Linked DNA regions of Mus musculus: regions 1, 3 and 4 are each linked to region 2. The links are chromatin contacts, called in public Hi-C and HiChIP or PLAC-seq maps. All regions are on one chromosome and are shown on one strand. Each heading gives the region's core, a stretch centred on a gene start, on an enhancer-like site or on the middle of the called end of the contact. The rest is flanking DNA. Distances are from core to core; before and after follow the strand shown.

Region 1 (2,700 bases), core at 119-2,618, 160 kb after region 2:
TACATATATAAGATTAAATCTCATGTCTGGTAATAAAGAATGTTGCTGGCTCACGAGGGTCTGTAGTTTTAGTTTTAGGGGATTCAAAACCCTCTATTGACCTCCTCAGACACCAGGCATATACATGCTACATGTACATACATGCAGGCCAATACTCACATACACACATAAAAATAATAAATATTTTTTTAAACGAATATTGCTGACTTTCACCAGGTTTCGGGAAGATATCCTGGACCCGTTGGCCTTTCCCGGGCACCAAGAATATCTTTGTCACTCAACGGTGACAAATGACATTGGTCATGCTGCTGAGGTGACTCATGGCGGGGCTTCTCTGCAGTTTACACTAAGCGATGACTCCCAGTGGGAGAAGGTTTCACAGAAACACCAACCTTGTGATTAGAGTTGGAGCTTTGAGTCAGGAGACACCTGCTCCAACCTCAGGGTAGGGAAGGGAAGCTAAGATTTGGTTTAACAAACTCTGGGCATCTGCTTCAGTGCTTTTCAATAAGTGACAGAACTCTACATATTATTCCACACTGATATCCCAGGATGCATCCTGATTCCACTGAAAGAAAGCCCTGGAAACTTTGCATTTAGAGTTCTCCTCCTCAGCCTTCTCTCGGCTGGTTGTGATTTATATCTCTTTTTTTCCTGTAGTAAAAACAAAGTTCCAAAATGACACAGCTCTTCTCGGAGTTCTGTTCACGGTGCTAGTGAGTTGTTGCACCTCAATGGGTTGTGGGAACCCCTGTACCCAAGTCCAGGTGGTTAGAAGTAAGGGTGGCCCCAACACCTTTGAATGGAAGGCTGGTGTCTGTGGTGTGCACTGTGGGTGCCGGAGCCCTTACCGGGAAGTCTATCCAAACTCTAGTCGAGAGCACTGTCAGTGTCCTTCTCTTGGCCTGTGAGGTTTCTGACAAGATTCATGGAAAGTTATACATCTATAACTGATAGAGGAGAAAGCCTACAAGCAGTCATTGGTTGTCTGCTAGTAAGAGACTCCTGGGTGAAGGGTTCATTCTCTGCTCATGTCCCCATAATTTTCTCCATCTTTCTATCCTGCTTCAGGCTCAGGAGCTGGTGATTTATTTATTTTATTGTGTGTGTTTAGCGTGTGCACGTGTATTAGTTAAAACACCACGACCAAGGCAATTTATAGAAGAGAGTGTATTTCGGCTTATGGTTCTGTAGAGATAAGGAGTCCATGATGGCAGAACACAGGCATGGCGGCTGGAGTGGGTCGGACCTTCTAACTGCACCACGGACCAGGAAATAGTCTTTAAAGTCTCCAATCCCCCTACAGTGATGCATCTCCTCCAACAAAGCCACACCTCCAATCATCCCGAAACACCACCACCGTCTGGCGACTAAGCGTTCAAATGCACAAGTTGATGGGAGACATTTCTTATTCAAACCACCAGAGCGACTGTGTGTGAGGCCTGACCTTGGTGTCCGGTGACCTCTGTGATCACTTTATTTATTGAGATAAAGTCTCTCACTGAACCTAGAGCTCACCAACCAGATCACTGTAGTTAAAGAGCTTCCCAAAGCACCCCTTGTCTCTGCCTTTTAAGTTCTGAGATTACTAGGGGCCCGCCGTACCTGCCTGTTTCTTACACGGGTTCTGGGAATCCTTGACAAGTGCTTTATCCGTCTTCTAAGCCCCCTCTGTAGTATATTTTTTAAAGGGCTAATAATTTGTTGACATTAGAGTCTAAGTTTTATGTGTAATCTCCCAAGAAGCTGTGTCTAAAGGCCAATACAAATTGGGACTATTTCTCTTTTAAAAAATCTCAATAATGACGCTATTGCTACACCTGCCCGTGACCAGGAACTGCATCCGATGCCCGTGCCCAACAAAGCTTTCTTTATGATATCTTGGATACATAGAGAGCACACAGCCCAGGGCACCAGGACTCCACTCAAAGGCACATCCCTGTGTGTTAGGAAGACAGACCAGAGGACTTCCAACTAGCCCCTACCTCCTAAAGACTCCTCCATTTCCTCCCATTGCCACGGGGCAGGAACCAGGCTTCGAACACACAGCCTTTAGGGAACACTGGATCAAACTTATCAGTACTCTTCTGAGACATTGACTATGTGAATGAGCCCAGGCCTTCAGATTATATGAAGTATTTACTGGTGAAATTCGCTGTTGACGCAGCCACTGGTACTTAGAGTATTCCAGGACAGCAAGCGCTGCCCAGGAGTTGATGTGATGGACATGGAGGTGCGGGAGGGAGGCAAGGCTGTCACAAAACGCATGCTCTTTATTTTAAAAACACGCACAGGGGCATTCATCTGTTTCCAAAATTCAATCTTCTGTGCTGACAGCATTTTCCCATCCCTAGCTCCCGGTGTAGGATAATGTGTTTGTACCTGGCAAGGACTGCGCAGATAGTAGAGAATGTAGCATAGTGAGGTATGTGCAATGTCTGTGTGATGACTCATAGCTATGAGTTAGATTTAACTTAAGTAGTGCATTCATCCTTTGTTGCCACAATTTGCCGATACTTGCTGAATAGCACATAGACCCTAACTCTGTAACACCGCTCCCGGATAAACATTTGGAGGGGCGGTAAATGTAACGGGGGGTGGGGGGAGGCTGTGACTGTTTTGTGCTGGGTGTTTGCAAAATGCTCTCACAGGCAGCTCACTGACTCCTTGAAGTGACTTTTTTGATGCATTAAGCTTGGC
Region 2 (2,700 bases), core at 109-2,608:
AATCAAAAAAAAAAAAAAAAAAAAAAAAGCCATTTCCTGCAGCTTCTGACGGTTCGGGCTACGGAAGGCCATTCTGTCGTTAAGACCACGGACTTTGAGTACAATTTTCCTTTAACATTTCAAGTCTGTACTCTCCTCGTGCTTCGGGATGCAGTCACCCACACCATGCCCTCTGCCCCACCCTGCGGCTCTGGGATCTTTCTCAGCAAATAAGATCAACCAGAATCCTTCACTTTCCACTCCACAGCTTTAGGTCTAAGCCCTGTCCCACTTAACTGTGCTGTGAACTTCAAGACCAGCATCTTTCAGGAAACACACAGGATTTCCCCGCTGGCGTCTTCTTCTTGTTCATCCCTGCTCCCCAAATCCCGAATCTAGATAGAGGACAACTTAGACTTGTCCTCGGGGCGCTTATTGCCCAACATCCAAAGCCTGGGATATAAACCACACGGAACATCTGTCAAAAGCACTTTACAGTGGACGGGTGAGTCCTTCTCTTTGCTCAGTTAATCAGAATACATCTACATTCGGTTTTCTCTGATTCTACAGGTGAGGCGGGAATCGGAGACCCAAAAGGTCAAGTACCTTGCCCACGGAGCGGAACCCTCAGGCTCCTTGGTGCTCTAAGGCAAACGTGTACTGCTGAGACTCCGGTAGACCTAGGTTTGAATCCCCGCTCAGCCCCGGAGTTCAAACAAGCCACTTCACTTCCTCGTGCCCATGTCTCCTTCTGAAAACAGGATTTCGAATTCGGGACTGTCATCATGCGAGTAGAAGCAGTGCCTGGAGCAAGGTCGCCGGAACTATAAATGTGAGCTCCCTTTCAGACCCCGGCTTGACGAGCTGCTTCTCCGATTTCTACAGCGGCTCCTCCCTTTCAGAGCTGCCCAGGCCACTGGGGGTGCCAACTGTGGAGCGCTGTGTCGGTCCTGACGCTGCATCCGGTACCAGGAATCCTTAAAGAAGCTCTGGGGAGAGCGGTGGGCAGCGAAGCGAAGAGGGGAGGCAGGAGTCAGATAGAGGGGGCTGGGTGGAACAGAGAGAAGGCTGGCACCCACCGCAGAGGGGCCCTCTACCCCGCCTGCACCTGAAGTGTCCCCAAGTGGCCGATGCCCGCCCTCTTCCCTCCCTTCACCCCAGCTTCTTCCCTTCCTAGCCGGCTCAGGGTGGTAGCCCCAGTACATCCAAAGGCAAAGAGTGGTCCTCTGCTGCGTGGACGCGTGGGCACTCGGGCTCTGCGTCTCCCGCGTCCCCCGAGCTGCAGCCCCGCCTCCTGCCCGCCCCGCCCCCTCCCCGTCCCGCTAGCAGGAGGCGGGGCGTGCGCGTCGGGCTGGGGACGGAGGGGGACGCGCGTGCAGCAGCTTCTCTCCGCCGGAGCAGCCGAGCAGAAGCCGTGGCTGCCGATCCCCCGCGGACTGGCAGTGGGCGGGGAGCGGAACTCGGGAGCCGGGCGCGCGTCGCCAGACAAGTGTTTTTGTGCGAGGCCGCGGTGGCGGCCACTTCAGCTCTCTGAACGCACGGTGCAGGGGATGCGAGCGGCCGTGGCGGCTGTGCCAGGAGGATCCGAGCGCCGTTGACCTGAGCGAGGGGACACACTCCCCCGGGTCGGCTGAGTGCGGGGGAGGGGACGGCGGGAGCGCAGGGTGCACGCCGGGCGGGGCAGGGGGTCAGTGATGACCGGGCGCGCGGGGAGGCTGCACGCCGCCGCCGCCGCCCGGAGCATCTGCCGCCTGAGCTGCGGATCGCAGCCGCCGCCCGGGCCATGGAGACGCTGAACGGCCCCGCGGGCGGCGGCGCCCCGGACACCAAGCCGCAGCCAGCCGGCCAGCATCACCGCCACCACCACCTGCACCCGCTGGCCGAGAGGAGGCGGCTGCACCGCGCACCCTCGCCCGCCAGACCCTTCCTCAAGGACCTGCACACGCGGCCCGCCACGGCCACCCCCTCTGCGGGCCGTGCCCCGACTCCCGCGGCTCCTCGCTCGCCTAGCCTTGCCGGGAAGGCGCCGCCGTCGCCCGGGCCCCCGGCCGCGCCCGGTCGCCTCTCCCGACGCAGCGGTGTAGTCCCCGGCGCGAAGGACAAGCCGCCGCCGGGCGCCGGAGCCAGGTCGGCGGGCGGCGCTAAGGCCGTCCCGGGGACCAGGAGGGCGGCGCGCGCGGGGCCGGCGGAGCCACTGTCCCGGGTTGGGAGGCCGACTGGGGCCGAGCCACCGCCTGCCGTCGCGAAGGGTCGCAAAACCAAGCGCGGCCCCGGGACGCCTCCAGCTCGCGCCGTCGTGCCCCCGGCTCGCGCCTCCCGGGTCCCCGCCGTGACCCTCTCTGTGACCTCGGTGGCTGGCTGTCGTATCAACCACACGGACAGCAGCTCGGATCTCTCCGACTGCGCCTCCGAACCCTTGTCTGATGAGCAGCGCCTACTCCCCGCCGCCAGCAGCGACGCTGAGTCGGGCACCGGCTCCAGTGACCGGGAACCCATACGCGGAGCACCCACTCCGAGCTCCGGATCCCGCGGGCCGCCGCCGGGCAGCCCCGAGCCCCCTATCCTGCTCGCGGCGCCCCCTGTCGCCAGTGCCTGTCTCGGGGGCCGAAGCAGCCCAGGCGGGGCCTCCACAGGGTCCCCGGGACCCGGTTCTCAGGAGGATGTTGGGGGCCGAGCGCCACCGGAGCGGACGATTCTGGGGACCTCCAAGGAGCCTAGCCT
Region 3 (2,700 bases), core at 75-2,574, 190 kb after region 2:
CTGTCTTTCTACTGAAGATGGACTCTACAAGTTCCCTCTCCCCACTGTTGGGCATTTCATCTAAGGCATTTGAGTCCTGAGAGTCTCTCACCTCCCAGGTCTCTGGAACATTCTAGAGAGCGCCCCCCCCCCCCACCTCCTACCTCCTGAGGTTGCCTGTTTCCATTCTTTCTGCTGGCCTTCAGGGCTTCACTCCTGTTTCTCCTTCCTATCCCTCAATACCTGATCATGTTCTATTAATTTTTAACCTGAAACCAATTTCAAAAGGATATTTGTTTTAAGATGACTTTTAAGTTGTTGTACAGGTATTGGATCTCATCCCATCTAGGCAGGTAAACATAGGCGGTGGGGATCCTACTGTCCTGGGCATGTTCCCGAAGGAGCTACACGTCCTTAAGGCTTTACTTGGGCACCCCTGCTTTGCTCTTTGTACAGTGTTGCACAGCAAAGCCTCACTTGGTAATACGGCTCACTGAAGACTCTACTCCTCGAGGGACATAGAGGAGGATTCAGATTTTCAATATAATTTTTTTCTCCTTCCTTCCTTCCTTCCTTCCTTCCTTCCTTCCTTCCTTCCTCCCTCCCTCCCTCCCTCCTTTTGTCCCTCCCTCCCTCCTTTTCTTCTTCCCTTCTTCCCTTCCTTCCTTCCTTCCTTCTTTCCTCCCTTTCTCAATTCCTTAATTCCTTCTTCCTTCCTTCCTCCCTCCCTCCCTCCCTCCCTCCCTCCCTCCCTCCCTCCCTTCCTTCCTTCCTTCCTTCCTTCCTTCCTTCCCTGACACAGGTTGTCACTATGTAGCCCATGCTAACCTGGAACTCATTAAATAGACCAGGCTGTCTTGGAACTTACAGAGTTGCCTCTCTTCTCCAGTGCTAGGAGTTAAAAGGTGTTCACCTCTACCTCATTCCAGAAAAGAGTTTTCTTGAGAATTCTTTGCAGCTAATAATCACTCCTTTCTGTGCCTACAGCTCCTCTTCTCTGTTCCCATGTCTGACTCAGTTCCCTTCTTAAGACATGCGTGCCCAAATGCTCTTTGTACTGACCAGTTCAAGACTAAAGAAAAAGTACTTAAATCCGTTGTCTGTGCTTCTTCCAACCCAGAGAGAGTGAGCGTTAACACACACGTGCCAAGCCGCAGAGCCTTTGTAACGCTGGGGTCAACCACAGTTTGAAGCCTCTTATTGATAAGTTTCCTTGGTCCCCTGAAGGACCTTGGCCCACAGCTTAGAGGAAGTGCTACCATTTGTATCACAGGTTCAGTCTAGGTGGAGTGTAAAGGGTATGAGAGCAGAGTGCTTTACTGGGTAGACATCCCAGGCTGAAGTGACCCTGGGCAAAGTCTCTCCACACTCCTTTCTCTGCCTCCTTGTGGAGACATGAGCAAGGGACTGCATTAGCTACTTTTGCATCACTGCAATCAAACTAGCTGATGGGAACAAGGAGGAAGCAATGGTTTCAGGAGGAATCTGTCTGTCCTAGTAGGTAGACTCAGTAGAACCACTTATCTGTAGAGGTGCGCATATAAAGTGGCGACTAGGAATCTGGGAAAGTGGCAGGAATAGGAGAAAGGGGGTGGCCATCAGAGCCCCCCCCCACCCGAGACTACTGCCACCTAGGCCTTACCTAGACCTTATCAAAGGTTTCATACCCTCCCATACACACACCCACACCCCAGAGAGCACAACCAGTCAGGAAACTGCCCCAAACATGAAACCTGTGGGAGAAATCTCAGATTCAAACACATAACAGAGACGAGACAAAGCCAGATCATATATAAAACCAAGAAGGCTCCTGATTTGTCAGCAACCAGCCCAGGAACACCATGCTACTCATTATCTACAGTAACCAGGCCAGGAGGCCAAACCTGCTTGGCTGAGTCAGACTCCCAGGACGCCATACGGTTATCTCCAGCAAATGATTGTCCAAAGGTTCAACACTTGAATAACAGCTGATGTGGTCTCTGATTTTTGTTCCTGTTTCCAATTAGGGCCAATCAGGAAATGTCAAATATGGACTTCTAATCAGTCACATGGGATGCCCTGTGTTTAGCTAACCCACCTATTTATTCACAGCACCAGGCTCTAGTCAGAGCTCAGCTTCAGGCTTCCCTTCCCCACTGCAAAGCTTGTCTGATTTTCTGCTTGGTTTTGAGTCTCTGCCATACAAAAGTGGTGACTGGATCCCTTGCAAGCTCGACTAAACAGTCTGGTTTTCTCTAATTGAATTGGTTTCCACTGACTTTTACGTGGACCTAATGTTTTTTGGTTGCTACCCAAAATTCATTTGCTCAACAAATATTTATGGAGAAGCTAATTAATACTATTATGTTAGATGCCAGAAATCTGGGTTGAGTTTCCAGACTAGTGAGGGTTGAGTTTCCAGACTAGTGAGGGAGAGTAGCATTAATTGCATAATTACATCAACAGATATAACATCTCAACTATCAGGAGAAGCAGCGTGCTGTGTGCTATGAGGACCTAAAGCACTTGTTCAGAGCCAATTTCTTTGAGGAATTTGCAACTACCCTGAGATCTGGAGAAGGACAAGATTGTAACAGGCAACAGAGAAGAAAGACTACAAAGACCCAAGTCAAGGTCATGGGCATTATGGATGAAACCAAAGCCTGAAGAAAGGTGAGCCTGGTTGGAGGTCATAGAGCCCAGAGACAATGCCAGAGAAAGTCTAATTGAGAGACACATGCC
Region 4 (2,700 bases), core at 174-2,673, 220 kb after region 2:
TTTTTTTTCTATTTCCAAGTCTTCCTACGTTTAAAGAGAAATTCTTTAAAAAGAATTTCCAGAAGCTGGGCGTGGTGGCACACGCCTTTAATCCCAGCACTCGGGAGGCAGAGGCAGAGGCAGGCGGATTTCTGAGTTCGAGGCCAGCCTGGTCTACAAAGTGAGCTCCAGGACAGCCAGGCCTATACAGAGAAACCCTGTCTCGAAAAACAAAAAGAAAAAGAAAAAGAAAAAGAAAAAAAAAGAAGAAGAATTTCCAGAAGATTCGTGTTTTAGATCACTCTTCATACAACAATGCGTAGTTTATCTGGGTCCCCTACGCTGGCATGGACAAGCCTCGTGCTGTAGGAATACCCCAGACCGGCTTTAGGCAGAGGTCAGATGCCTCAGAGCGCCACTTCACTGGCAAACCCACGGCTTCCGCGTATTTCCCAGCAACCTCGGGCCAGGCTTCTGTGAGGACGGTGACGTTTGCGTGGCAATCCTATAAGGTTGGTGTGATTGTTCCCATCTGATAGCTGTAACGCACCCAGTGAGGTTGTGACAAAAAGCGATTGGTGAATTGCGTGGTGAGTGAGAAGCCAAAAGCGGCAGACGGGAGGCCAAAAGCAGGGGAAAGACTGATCACAAAACAGCGCTGCCCCCAAAGAAGGCACAGGGAGAGCGCACATACTCCTGTGGGGGTCGGCCCACTCCTAAGCATTCTCATTAAGGAGTACACGCCTGGGCTTGTTTAAGATCATAAAGCCCATGTTTAAAATACTAAAGCAAAAACGAGCATACCCCTGGGGCATGCTAGTTTGCCCCATAGAATTTTAGATGAAAATAAATGAAAAGCTACTTTGAAGGAGCATTAATAAGAGGGGTTTCACCAAAGGTGCCTACCTCACTCCGGGACAAAGAGTATCACACAGGTTCATTCCCTGTCAGGCAGGCCCGTTTACCTAACTTCCCCTGATTTCTTCTAAAGCGGTGTCTCTACTCTGAGCATTTTGTTTTGCCCTTTATTTAGATATATTATCTTTCTCTAAGGAAGATACTTAAACCCTGTAAAGGGATCGTTCCATTCCGTGTCATCTTTATTTGTACAGATTCTCACAGATTGATTATCTATTCAAGGGCTTCCATCCTCAGCATGCGTCCTTCTGTAAGGAACACGGTGTTGATATTCCTCAAGATGGAACTGGGATTCCCCAGGGTCTGAGAGAAACTCGGATGTTAAATATTAACCTGCAAACGTGTTTTCCCATGGAAGAGGGCAGCCAACAGGATACTGTCAAAGGATAAAGGCTGGGGGGGGGGGGGGGGGGATTGTCCAAGAGCTCCCTCTTGAGGCCAACCTAGAACAACCTAGAAGTAGGCAATAGGCGAGCTGGGTTAGTGTTCCTGGTAAACCGATTTCTAGGCAGGTCATAAAGTGAGTCTGCTCGTCCCGGGCTCAGGAGAGGTATCGCGGTGAACAGTGACTGGGTTACTGATTCCCCCAAAGCCCGTAGGATTCCAGTGCTGACAAAAATAGCAGGCTGCTCCAGTCTTCCCCATGCATATCACGAAGTATCAGACTCCTTGGCAGGGACTGAGCATGTCTGATCTTGGCAGGAACGGGGTTGGGGGTGAGAGGGTGGAACCAGGGGAGGCAGAACAGTGTGCGCATGGGTGGGTGGGGAAAAGGAAAGGGGTTGTTTGAGAGGTTTGGGGGAGAAGTTGGGTATTCTCAAGAAGAGCCGGACGAGACTAAGTCTGGCAGATAAAAATACAGAGAAATGTAGAGAAAGAAATATAAGACATGCACACAACAGTTCCCAAGATTGAATAACCATATGGGACGAACACGGGCCAGATAAGACAGATGGCTCCTGGCCGGTGAACGGGGGTGGGGGTGGGGGTGGGGGTGGGGGTGAGTGACGGGCACGGGGTTTCAGACTCTGGCTAGCAAGGGCCCTTGACAGCTCCGCTCACAGTGCGCAGGTCGGTGTCTTGAGTTTAGGAAGGAGAAGAGAAAAACCCGAGATTTTGGGGGTTTATTTTTGTATGTGTGTGAGAGGACGTGGGAGCCAGATAAAAGCACAGCGTGGGACAGCAGTAATGGGACAGCAGTAAGGGGCAGCCTCTCACTTCCCATCGGGCGGGCTATCTGCGCAGGTCTGGGCACACAACAGTTGTCACTCCTGACCCTCCCGCTGGGAAAGACAGTGCTGGCAGAAACCTCCTGTCCAGCTGGCTGAGGAGCCACCCAAATGTCCAGGAAGGAGGACCAGCTGGTTGGCTGTACCGGGACCAGAATGATGAGCCCCACAACCTGACCTTGTCACCACCGTACACTCTCATCAGGTTATAGCTCTCTTTTTATTACTTGTGGAGGAAGTATAAAAAACAAAAACAAAAACCGAATTTCTGATGGCTGAGAAGGTGTAGAGGAGCCATCTGCCTCCGGATTACATAAATCCGCACTTCTGGTCTCACCACCGCCCTATCCGTTTGATGAGGAGGTCCAGAATGTCCATCTTTCTCTGGGAATCTAGAGCCTGTACCTTGTGGGTGGGCGGATGGGGGGGGGCAGATATGAACGGTTTCAAAGATGATTCCTCAACTTCTACAGGTCCCACAGACTGGCAAGACCATAATCTGTTCCTTGGGGGTCCTTCAGGGGCCATGGATGTACTAGTCAATACTGTTCCCATCGAATCTTAAGTGTGTGCT

What was found. Hi-C and Micro-C count contacts between places; a contact is called where the count stands out from the background. HiChIP or PLAC-seq counts read pairs in DNA pulled down with a chosen protein or histone mark.
Region 1: a contact with region 2 is called in an H3K4me3 HiChIP or PLAC-seq map of embryonic stem cells, with 44 read pairs. The contact joins the enhancer-like site here to the promoter of Mtcl1 in region 2. A contact is called at or near these places in 11 of 39 promoter capture datasets (3T3-L1-derived adipocytes, the HPC-7 cell line, cranial neural crest and 4 more), 2 of 15 datasets of contacts at CTCF or cohesin (the NIH/3T3 cell line and embryonic stem cells), 6 of 484 Hi-C or Micro-C datasets (cerebellar granule neurons, cortical neurons, embryonic stem cells and 3 more), 17 of 115 datasets of contacts at active chromatin or transcription factors (SST interneurons, craniofacial prominence, embryonic basal ganglia and 11 more) and 3 of 9 other capture datasets (adipose tissue, liver and pancreatic islet).
Region 3: an HNF4G HiChIP or PLAC-seq map of pancreatic cancer cells shows a contact between it and region 2. The contact joins the enhancer-like site here to the promoter of Mtcl1 in region 2. A contact is called at or near these places in 11 of 39 promoter capture datasets (3T3-L1-derived adipocytes, the C10 cell line, the HPC-7 cell line and 8 more), 1 of 15 datasets of contacts at CTCF or cohesin (the NIH/3T3 cell line), 9 of 484 Hi-C or Micro-C datasets (cerebellar granule neurons, cerebral cortex, cortical neurons and 4 more), 22 of 115 datasets of contacts at active chromatin or transcription factors (the 230-238 cell line, VIP interneurons, bone marrow-derived macrophages and 14 more) and 4 of 9 other capture datasets (adipose tissue, liver, macrophages and 1 more).
Region 4: a Hi-C map of muscle stem cells shows a contact between it and region 2, with 8 times the contacts expected there. The contact joins the enhancer-like site here to the promoter of Mtcl1 in region 2. A contact is called at or near these places in 29 of 39 promoter capture datasets (the 3T3-L1 cell line, 3T3-L1-derived adipocytes, the C10 cell line and 17 more), 11 of 15 datasets of contacts at CTCF or cohesin (CD8 T cells, the NIH/3T3 cell line, embryonic stem cells and 4 more), 217 of 484 Hi-C or Micro-C datasets (the 3T3-L1 cell line, 3T3-L1-derived adipocytes, the 63-12 cell line and 107 more), 65 of 115 datasets of contacts at active chromatin or transcription factors (the 230-238 cell line, the HL-1 cell line, the NIH/3T3 cell line and 39 more) and 5 of 9 other capture datasets (adipose tissue, embryonic stem cells, liver and 2 more).

The regions. Positions count from the first base shown.
Region 1 is chr17:66,284,154-66,286,853 of GRCm38.p6, reverse strand. No RefSeq gene overlaps it. Among named protein-coding and RNA genes, the nearest start is that of Gm20742, 93 kb to the right of the region's middle. Within about 2 kb of position 1,368, at least 8 of the 459 cell types and tissues checked have an H3K27ac peak or open chromatin away from gene starts, as enhancers often do. A contact at or near this core is called in embryonic stem cells and pancreatic cancer cells, where this site is marked.
Region 2 is chr17:66,448,408-66,451,107 of GRCm38.p6, reverse strand. It overlaps Mtcl1 (microtubule crosslinking factor 1), which reads left to right and starts at 1,358. Exons shown (of 14, transcript NM_172963.4): 1 at 1,358-2,700. The coding sequence starts at 1,763.
Region 3 is chr17:66,262,200-66,264,899 of GRCm38.p6, reverse strand. No RefSeq gene overlaps it. Among named protein-coding and RNA genes, the nearest start is that of Gm20742, 71 kb to the right of the region's middle. Within about 2 kb of position 1,324, at least 17 of the 459 cell types and tissues checked have an H3K27ac peak or open chromatin away from gene starts, as enhancers often do. A contact at or near this core is called in pancreatic cancer cells and pancreatic islet, where this site is marked.
Region 4 is chr17:66,232,439-66,235,138 of GRCm38.p6, reverse strand. No RefSeq gene overlaps it. Among named protein-coding and RNA genes, the nearest start is that of Gm20742, 41 kb to the right of the region's middle. Within about 2 kb of position 1,423, at least 36 of the 459 cell types and tissues checked have an H3K27ac peak or open chromatin away from gene starts, as enhancers often do. A contact at or near this core is called in 8-cell embryo, the AtT-20 cell line, PVALB interneurons and 11 more, where this site is marked.